Linked DNA regions of Sus scrofa: regions 1 and 2 are each linked to region 3. A link is a contact called in public targeted proximity ligation data. All regions are on one chromosome and are shown on one strand. The core of a region is the stretch at or near the end of the contact, and the rest is flanking DNA. Distances in the headings are between cores, read along the strand shown. Region 1 has its middle 55 kb from the start of MAP4K4. Region 2 overlaps LOC102161008 (a long non-coding RNA gene). Region 3 overlaps MAP4K4 (mitogen-activated protein kinase kinase kinase kinase 4).

Evidence for each region.
Region 1: a targeted proximity ligation map of alveolar macrophages shows a contact between it and region 3. A contact is called at or near these places in 2 of 2 datasets of targeted methods (alveolar macrophages and skeletal muscle).
Region 2: a contact with region 3 is called in a targeted proximity ligation map of alveolar macrophages. A contact is called at or near these places in 2 of 47 Hi-C or Micro-C datasets (embryonic fibroblasts and epiblast stem cells) and 1 of 2 datasets of targeted methods (alveolar macrophages).

Annotation. Positions count from the first base shown.
Region 1 is chr3:52,703,125-52,706,004 of Sscrofa11.1, forward strand. No RefSeq gene overlaps it. Among named protein-coding and RNA genes, the nearest start is that of MAP4K4, 55 kb to the left of the region's middle.
Region 2 is chr3:52,686,641-52,689,400 of Sscrofa11.1, forward strand. All of the region lies in intron 1 of LOC102161008 (a long non-coding RNA gene), which reads right to left. Among named protein-coding and RNA genes, the nearest start is that of MAP4K4, 39 kb to the left of the region's middle.
Region 3 is chr3:52,546,602-52,549,407 of Sscrofa11.1, forward strand. MAP4K4 (mitogen-activated protein kinase kinase kinase kinase 4) reads right to left here. Exons shown (of 29, transcript XM_021087163.1): 4 at 544-669. Among named protein-coding and RNA genes, the nearest start is that of MAP4K4, 100 kb to the right of the region's middle.

The DNA.
Region 1 (2,880 bases), core at 162-2,661, 160 kb after region 3:
AGCATCCAGAACATTCACCTCAAGCTTCATGTCCAGTTGAGGCGTGAGTAGGAGTCCAGCCAGGAAATTGAGGCCTAAAGTGCTGTCCTGAAGAGGCTGTGCCCAGTTGGGGAGGAAGGGAGGACCTGCCAGAGGCTTTGAGCAGAGGATACCAGGTGCAAATGCCATGCAAGGAGGTGACAGGCAGGAGGTGGGAGGGAAGGAGGACAGATGCGGGGTCATAGGAGGCCAAGGCGGAAACCCAGGACAGACAGGGGGGTGGGTGCAGGGGACCTGGGAGGGGTAATGAGGATGGGGCTGGTCTGCTTAAGAGCTGTTGACTGTCTCTAAAGGGCCCTGGGCTTGGTTTCAGCTACTACTCAGCTATAAAAAAAGAATGATACGATGTTATTTGCGGCACCATGGCTAGACCTGGAGATTCTCATACTAAATGAAGTCAGAAAAAGACAAATACCTTATGATATGACTTACATGTGGAATCTAAACAAATGGTACAAACAAACTTATTTACAAAATAGAAACAGACTCACAGATGTAGAAAACAAACTTAGAGTTACCAAAGGGGAAAGAGTGGGGAGGGATAAATTAGGAGTTTGGGATGAGCAGATACACACGATTATATAGCAAATAGGTAAGCCACAAGGTCCTACTATATAGCACAGGAAATTATGTTTAATATCCTATAATAATCTATGATGGAAAAGAATCTGAAAAAGAATATATATATCAACTATACTTCAATTTAAAAAAATGCTCTGTTGGGAGTTCCCATTGGGGCTCGGCGGAAACAAATCTGACTTGTAACCATGAGGATGCAGGTTTGATTCCTGGCCTCACTCAGTGGGCTAAGGATCCAGCATTGCCATGAGCTGTGGCATAGGTTGCAGACATGGTTCAGATCCCACATTGCTGTGGCTGTGGGGTAGGTGGGCAGCTGTAGCTCCGATTCAACCCCTAGCCTGGGAACTTCCATATGCCATGGATTTAGCTCTAAAAAAAAAAAGGAAGAAGTGGAGACTAGGAGACAGTCACACATGGTAAGGACCATGTGAAGACACAAGGAGAAGACGGCCGTCTACACGCCAAGGAAGGAGGCCTCTGGAGTAACCCACCTGCTGGCATAGTGACCTCAGACTTCCAGCTTCCAAGACTGAGAATAAACTTCTGTTGTTTAACCCCCTACACCTATACCCTGTGGTCCCTGGTCCAGCAGCCCTATCATACACAGCTGTCTTTCTCAAGAATGAGAGGTAGAAAAGTCCTTGGCCACTGGCCAGAAGTGGTCAGAGAGGTGGAGGTGGAAGCAGGAGGTCAAGTCCCAAAAGCATGGAGCGTCTCCAGCAGGGGGGGTGGCTGCCGTTGTCTGTGAGGATGCGGGATTTCAGAAAGCTGCTGGGCTTAACACCAGGAAGTCACTGGTGACCTTTGAGAATGATGTCACTGCTGCAGCAGGGGAAGACCAGGGCGTGGGGATGCGAGCTGATGGTTAGGGCCAGAGAATCCTTATTTTCAAGAAGTTTCAGTTTGAAGGGCAGGAACGAGATAGGATGGGGGGAACCTGGAACCAAGAGTAGTATTTAGGGGCAAGCACAGCTGTGGAAACCCCAGAGAAAGGTCCAAGTCTCCATTTGTTAAAGGAGGAAGAAGGAAACTCCCTGGGACCCCGGGTGAAGGGCACCAAGCCCGGGTGGACAGCTGACCCACAGCACCGGCCCGGCATGACATCCAGAAGGAGCAGGAAGGGATCTTTGTGCTGCCGCCAAGGTCTGGTGCCCCCCCTCCCCCATTCAGCTCCACCTGTTCCTGTGAAGAGCCTGAGACTCCGCATCGCCTCACCCCCATCCCTTGGGAACTCCCCCTGCAGACGTGGAGGGGTGGGACTGTCCTCCCAGCCGGCAGCTTGTGGGCTGGGAGTACCTCTTCCTCCATCACTTCCCCTCCAGCAGGGCAGACGCTGCTATGAGGCAGGCAGTGACCTACAGACCTTGAGCTTAGGGGTGCTAGAGGAGGTGGGAGGGGGGCCCCTACAGGGATGCAGAGCAGCTCTCCCTGCTTCCCCATTCCTTGGTGGAACCCTGACCAGTGCTTCCTAGTTCCCGCAGCTCTTCCATTGCCCTCCCCTCCCAGCCTCCAGGCAGTTGCCTCATTTTCTTGGGAACTGAATGTTGAATGTCTGGGCAGCCTCAGCCCCGGGCACCCTGCTTCCCCTGCTTCCCCTGGCCCCGTGGTTTCCAAAGTTTAAAGAAATGGCTAAGCCCACCTTTCAAACAACGTCTTAGAGAAATTCCTCAAATATCAAGGGGCTAATGGTACCTTTTATGGGGCTACATTTCCATTCTAACTTGAGACCTGTGGCACTTGCACATTGTGAAACCAGCCAGTGAGAATGACATGCTGCTTTAATAAATGGGGAAAAATAGAAACCGTGGTTATGGGGAACCACTGCAATCTGATGCCAGCCTCGGGGTCTAGTTTATTTCTGCCGTTTGCTTTGGTCATACTGTAATAAAAAATTCTTAATGCACACAGATAAAAGGCTGTAAGCTGTAACAGTTAAAAACAAAAAACAGAAAAACAACCAGACTTATAACCTGGGGATTTAAGGAATCAGAGAATGATAGATGTACTCAGAGCCTACAAAAATAATTTTTCTTTACAACATATTTAGCTTGCAGATCTGCAGGGTGTCACATGTTTGTCAAAAACATATTTAAATCATTCAATATGCAGGTGTTCCTGTTGTGGCTCAGCAGTAACAAAACTGACTAGTATCCCTGAGGACACAGCTTTGATCCCTGGCCTCGCTCAGTGGGTTAAGTATCCAGCGTTGCTGTGAGCTATAGTGTGGTTTGCAGACGCGGCTCAGATCTGGCCTTGTGG
Region 2 (2,760 bases), core at 246-2,745, 140 kb after region 3:
TAAGTGACCAGTTATAGTTCCCAGTGCTATATAGCAGGATCTCATTGCTTATCCACTCCAAAGGCAATAGTTTACATCTATTAACCCTGATTCCCAGTCCATCCCACTCCCTCCCCCTCCCCCTTGGCAACCACAAGTCTGTTCTCCATGATTTTCTTTTCTGTGGAAAGGTTCATTTGTGCCCTATTATTAGATTCCATATATAAGTGATATCATATGGTATTTATCTTTCTCTTTCTGACTTACTTCACTGAGTATAAGAGCTTCTAGTTCTACCCAGGTTGCTACAAATAATAACTGGTTCTTATGACCTTTAACCATATATCCCTGTTTTTCAGTCTCACTTGTTTTCCCACTTTTTTTCTCGAGTCCTTCCTCCTCCTGCAAAACTCAGCCTCTGAGTTTCTTCCTCTGTCAGGTTAGTTTTCAGCTTTCTCAAGGGTGCTATGTCTGTTAGCACAAGCACATACAATTTCCAGGCTCCAAAATTCTGTGGCTGGCATTTCCTCTCTTGATCTGTATCCCTGTGGGTTTCCTTCTCTTTTGACTTTCATGTCTACTATTCTAGTGAAAGTTCTGGAGGGTGTGGAGGCCAAACAAGACTCAATCTACCATCTTTAACTGGATATCCCTCTAGAGGGATCAGAGTTTCTGGTAATGAGAGAGGTCTGTAAACATGACTCTCCTTCAAAGTGGCAGGAAAAGTCGCTCTGGATGTGAGTGATGGAGGGGTGGGATGATGGTCACATCAGGAAGGTGGATGGCTACAGCATCTATAGAGCCCATGGGGGCTGAGTTGGGATGGAGAAGAAAGACTGAAGTTTGTATAGAAAGCGTACTCAGTCTGGGTTGGATGTTTTCTTGTTACCTGCTAGTTTCTTCTTTTATTATTATTATTATTATTTTTAGGGCCACACCCATGGTATATGGAGGTTCCCAGGCTAGGGCTCAAATCAGAACTGCAGCTGCTGGCCTACACCACAGCCACAGCCACACGGGATCCAAGCCTTGTCTGCAATCTACACCATGGCTCATGGCAACACCAGATCCTTAACCCACTGAGCGAGGCCAGGAATAGAACCCTCGCCCTCATGGATCCTAGTCAGATGTGTTATCACTGAGCCAAACAGGAACTCCCAGTTTCTTCCTTCACTGACTCTTGTTGCAAATGGAAGACCAAAAAAGAGGAATGTAATTTCCATCTTTTTTTTTTTTTTTTTTAACCTCCTTCATCCTTTAACAGCATGGGTTCACAGATGGGACATCTTCTGTAGGGAGGACAGAGAAACTATTACCATAACACTGCTCAGGAAGAAGCAGACCAGTTAAATGGGGTAGGGGAATGAGCAGCTAAAAACTTCCTTGGGTTGCAAACTGTAATTATTTCCAAAACTCCTTTCAAATATATATATTTTTCTTTTCAGGGCTGCACACATGGGCATGAGGAAGTGCCCAGGCTGAATCACAGCTGTAGCTGCCGGCCTACACCATAGCCACAGCAACGCGGGATCCAAGCCAAGTCTTTGACCTACACCACAGCTCATGGCAATGCCTGATCCTTAACCCACTGAGCAAGGCCTCGTGGATACCAGTTTGGTTCATTACCACTGAGCCACAATGGGAACTCCATTTCTTGCAAATAATTTTATCCAAATTCATCAAAACTCATAATACAGCATATATAAATTATTGATGCTTCTTATTTTATACAGATAGGTCAGCACATAAAGGCTTTCGTGGGTGTAATTAACAGGGAAGGGGCTTCAGCTCCAGGTCTTTTTTTGGTGCCCATGGCAGGATGTCATCTGAACTCTCAGAAAGTAGACAAAGGAGAGAGGAGTTCCCGCTGTAGTGTAGCAGGTTAAGAACCTGACTGCAGTGGCTCCAGTCCTGTGTTGGCCTGGGTTGGATCCCTGCCCTGGCGCAGTGGGTTAAAGTATCCCGGTGTTGCTGCTGCTGTGGTGTAGGTCTCAGGGGCTAGGATTCAATCCCTGGCCAGAGAACTTTCATATGCCAGTAGGGGGAGGGGAAAGAGAGAAAAAGAAGAATCTAAAAAACAGATTTTAAAATGATATTAGGGGAGGAATTGCCATGTGATTCAGAGGGTTAAAGATTCAGCATTGTCACTGCAGTGGCTCAGGTCACTTCTGTGGCATGGGTTTGATCCCTGGCCTGGGAACTTCTGTATGCTGGGGGTGTGGCCGAAAAAAAAAAAATATATAGGGGGAAAACAACCATGCTCATAGCAATATCATTCACAGTAGCCCCAAACTGAAAACAACCTAAATGTCCATCAACAGAAAGAATAATGAAAAGCAAATCATCCATACAAAGGAATACTCAGAAATACAAAGAAATGAACTGCTAATACATGCAACCACATGAACTAATCTCAAAAGCACTGTGCAGCACAAAAGAAGTCAGACAAAATAATACAGATGATATGATTCTGGTCATTTAAATTTTAATCTATGGATAGAAAAATCAGGACAATGGTTGCCTGCTGGTGGTGGGAGGGTAGTGGGGATTGACTGAGAAGGGTAGGCAGGAACTTTCTAGGGTAACACAAATGTTCTATATTTTGACTGGAATGATGATTATACAAGTATATCTATTTTGATCAGAATCACTGAATTTAGGACTTCCTGTTGTGGCTCCGCTGTAACAAACCCAACTAGTACCTTTGAGGATGTGGGTTCAATCCCTGGCCCTGCTCAGTGGGTTAAGGATCCGGTGTTGCCATGAGCTGTGGTGTAGGTC
Region 3 (2,806 bases), core at 135-2,634:
CATAACTAATGGGATAACGACAGATCTGACACTATCTCAGTGTCACCATCTTGAATATAAACATGTCCAATAGGAGATAAGGTTTTGACTGTGTCAATTTTATAAATTTCCTGGAAATTCACTGTTCTGAAGTAACTATTATCATTAATGTTATTAATAAATTACTGAATTTATTATTATTTTCTTGCAATTTGTCTCCTATTCCCATGTAGTAAAGATGCATTTAGTTGAGATTCCATACTGATTAATTTCCATAAAGTTTTTATTATATGGCTTTTATTTTCAAGCTCTTAATTTACTTGCTACTTCGTTACTTTTTTAACGTGCCATTTGATTCCTGAAACACAAAGTTACCTCTTCCATGCAATGTGAAATCAACTTCAAAATAAATATTCAGGACACCTTCTACCCTAAGGCCAAGGAAGATACCATATTTTATCCCTTTTTCTTTGCTCCTCCCCGCCCCCTGAAGGTCCTTAATACCCTTTTAATACAATCGAAGAGGAAATCCACTCCACGAGATGTGAGGAAACATCTGCCTACCCAGAGCTGGTCATCATGTCCAGGGGGGCTCTTTTTAATAAAAGCACCGTAATATGTTGCAATATTTCTATGATGAGAATATTTCTTCAGCATATTTATCTCCAGTTTGATTTCTTCCTCTTCATCCTTCAGAAAAAACACAAATAAAACATGTGGTTTTTTTAATGACATGCATGATTTTATTTTCTCCGCAGGCAATCAGAGGTTCCCAGATATTAACAATGAGCTTGAATGAAAAAAGAAAATGTCTTTTTTTAAAACAGAACTTTCAGTTGGACGTAACCACCTTAGAAACCACATACACATCAATCATCTTACACCAGTGATTCTCACGGCAGTGGCTTCCAGCTTGGCCTGGAGACCGGAGTACTAGAATATAACAGCACAGTGGTGACTGGCAGGGCTGTCATGTGACTCCACAAAGACAGAGCAGAGTCACATGGCCAAGTTCTAGCAATAGTCTGTGTCATAATCCTCAATCAAACACCACATGCATGAACATCACACCAAATGCGTTTCGTTTCAATCTGTGGTTGATACATGGCCACTTTTACGGTGGTAATGAAAAATGAGAGGCTGGACGACTAGGGTAACTATCTTAATTCTAAACAAAGCCCGAGAATCACACACCTCTACTTGGGACCCTTCTTCAAAGGGACCTGATGCTATAAAGCAGAAAAAGACAACTTACACTCGTGTCAGGCACAAGGCATCGAGCCCCAAGCAGAACTAGGAACAGGAAGCCCACCCACCCACAGCTTTAGCGTGAGCTCACACGTGCACGCCCGGCTGGGAGGGACCACAACTTGCCACAAAGGCCTGTGGAACTGCTCACCCCCGACAGTCTCTGGGCTCCTGGGCAGGACACCCCAGTGGGGCTTGAGGAGAGACTGCTCTGCCGGCTCCTAACAGAAATGACCGTGTGGTGTGACCACAGCGTGACCACAGGTGTGACCACAGCCTCGCTCCTGCTGCAAAGACAGGCCATGCCACTCCCTCACTCCCGGAACCTGGGCTCCAGATTAGAAAATGAGCTAAAGGTCTGATTTTTTTTTCCGCTTTACCCCAAACCAGTAAACCTATAAGGATCTGAGATACAAAGATTACACAAAAACAAAAGATCAATACTGAATGAGAATAGGGAAAAAAATCAAAACACGACAGATTTTAATTTTGTTTCTCTTAAGAGCAGCCCCTCCCTTCCCCGCAGCTCAGCCTTGATGGCTCTGTCCCTAACCCCCCTCCCTCCCTCCGACCCTGCTGGCCACAGTATCCGGAGATGTTCTGCCCTAGGTTGCCCTTCTTGACAGAAAGCAAATGCTCCCTACAGTTCTCCCACGAGAAGCTTCCTGAGCAATAATTAAGGGTCTTGACATATTTTTTTCTCCTAGTGACATAAACCAGTATCTTTCAAGATCTAACTATTCATCACTCTATTTAAGAACAAGCAGAAGTTCCTTGGTGGTGCAGCGGGTTAAGGATCCAGCATAATCACTTTAGCAGCTCAGGCTGCTGCTGTAGCACGGGTTCGATCCCTGGCCTAGGAACTTCCACATGCTGCGGGCACAGTGCCCCCCCCTCAAAAAAACATCAGAAAGAACAACCAAGAGCTTCCACTCCACAGGCACCTGATGTTTTCAGAGCCCACGAGTTAAATCCTCACATACACATTGAAAATTCTTATAGGTTTGCATTCACACCTGCTGGTGTGAAAAGCACTTAACACACACACTGGTGATACCACTGGCAGATCATCGCGGCTGGGTGCATCTCCCCGAATCTGAGATGCTGCTGGACAGACACCCAGTCACTTCACTAATGAAACTGTTACTATCGACCACGGACACACACTGCAACATCTTCGAACCTGGGCTGCGTGTTAGCATCAATGAACTAAGACGTAAGAACAGCTTTAATACAATCATGTTCAGCAAGCTTTTCTAATATGACTGAAACATCCAAATATTTTCCACAACTATAGGAATCAGATCAACAGGACTTGCCAGAGTTTTCTGGGGTCTTAAGCAGTCAAACCCTGGAAGCAGACAGAAGTGAACTACAGATACTGAGGGAAAGCACAGCATCCTATCCAATCGCTATTTTAGGAGAAGCATTATATGTGCACTTGGAAACATCCCTTCTCTTGCTTCTCTGATTTTAAAATAGACAGCTACTGCACAGTGTAGAAAGTAAAAAGGCGCCTGGGACCACTCACTGTCTAATTACAAGGGCCCACCTTGGAGGAAATGTCTCAAAAATGCAG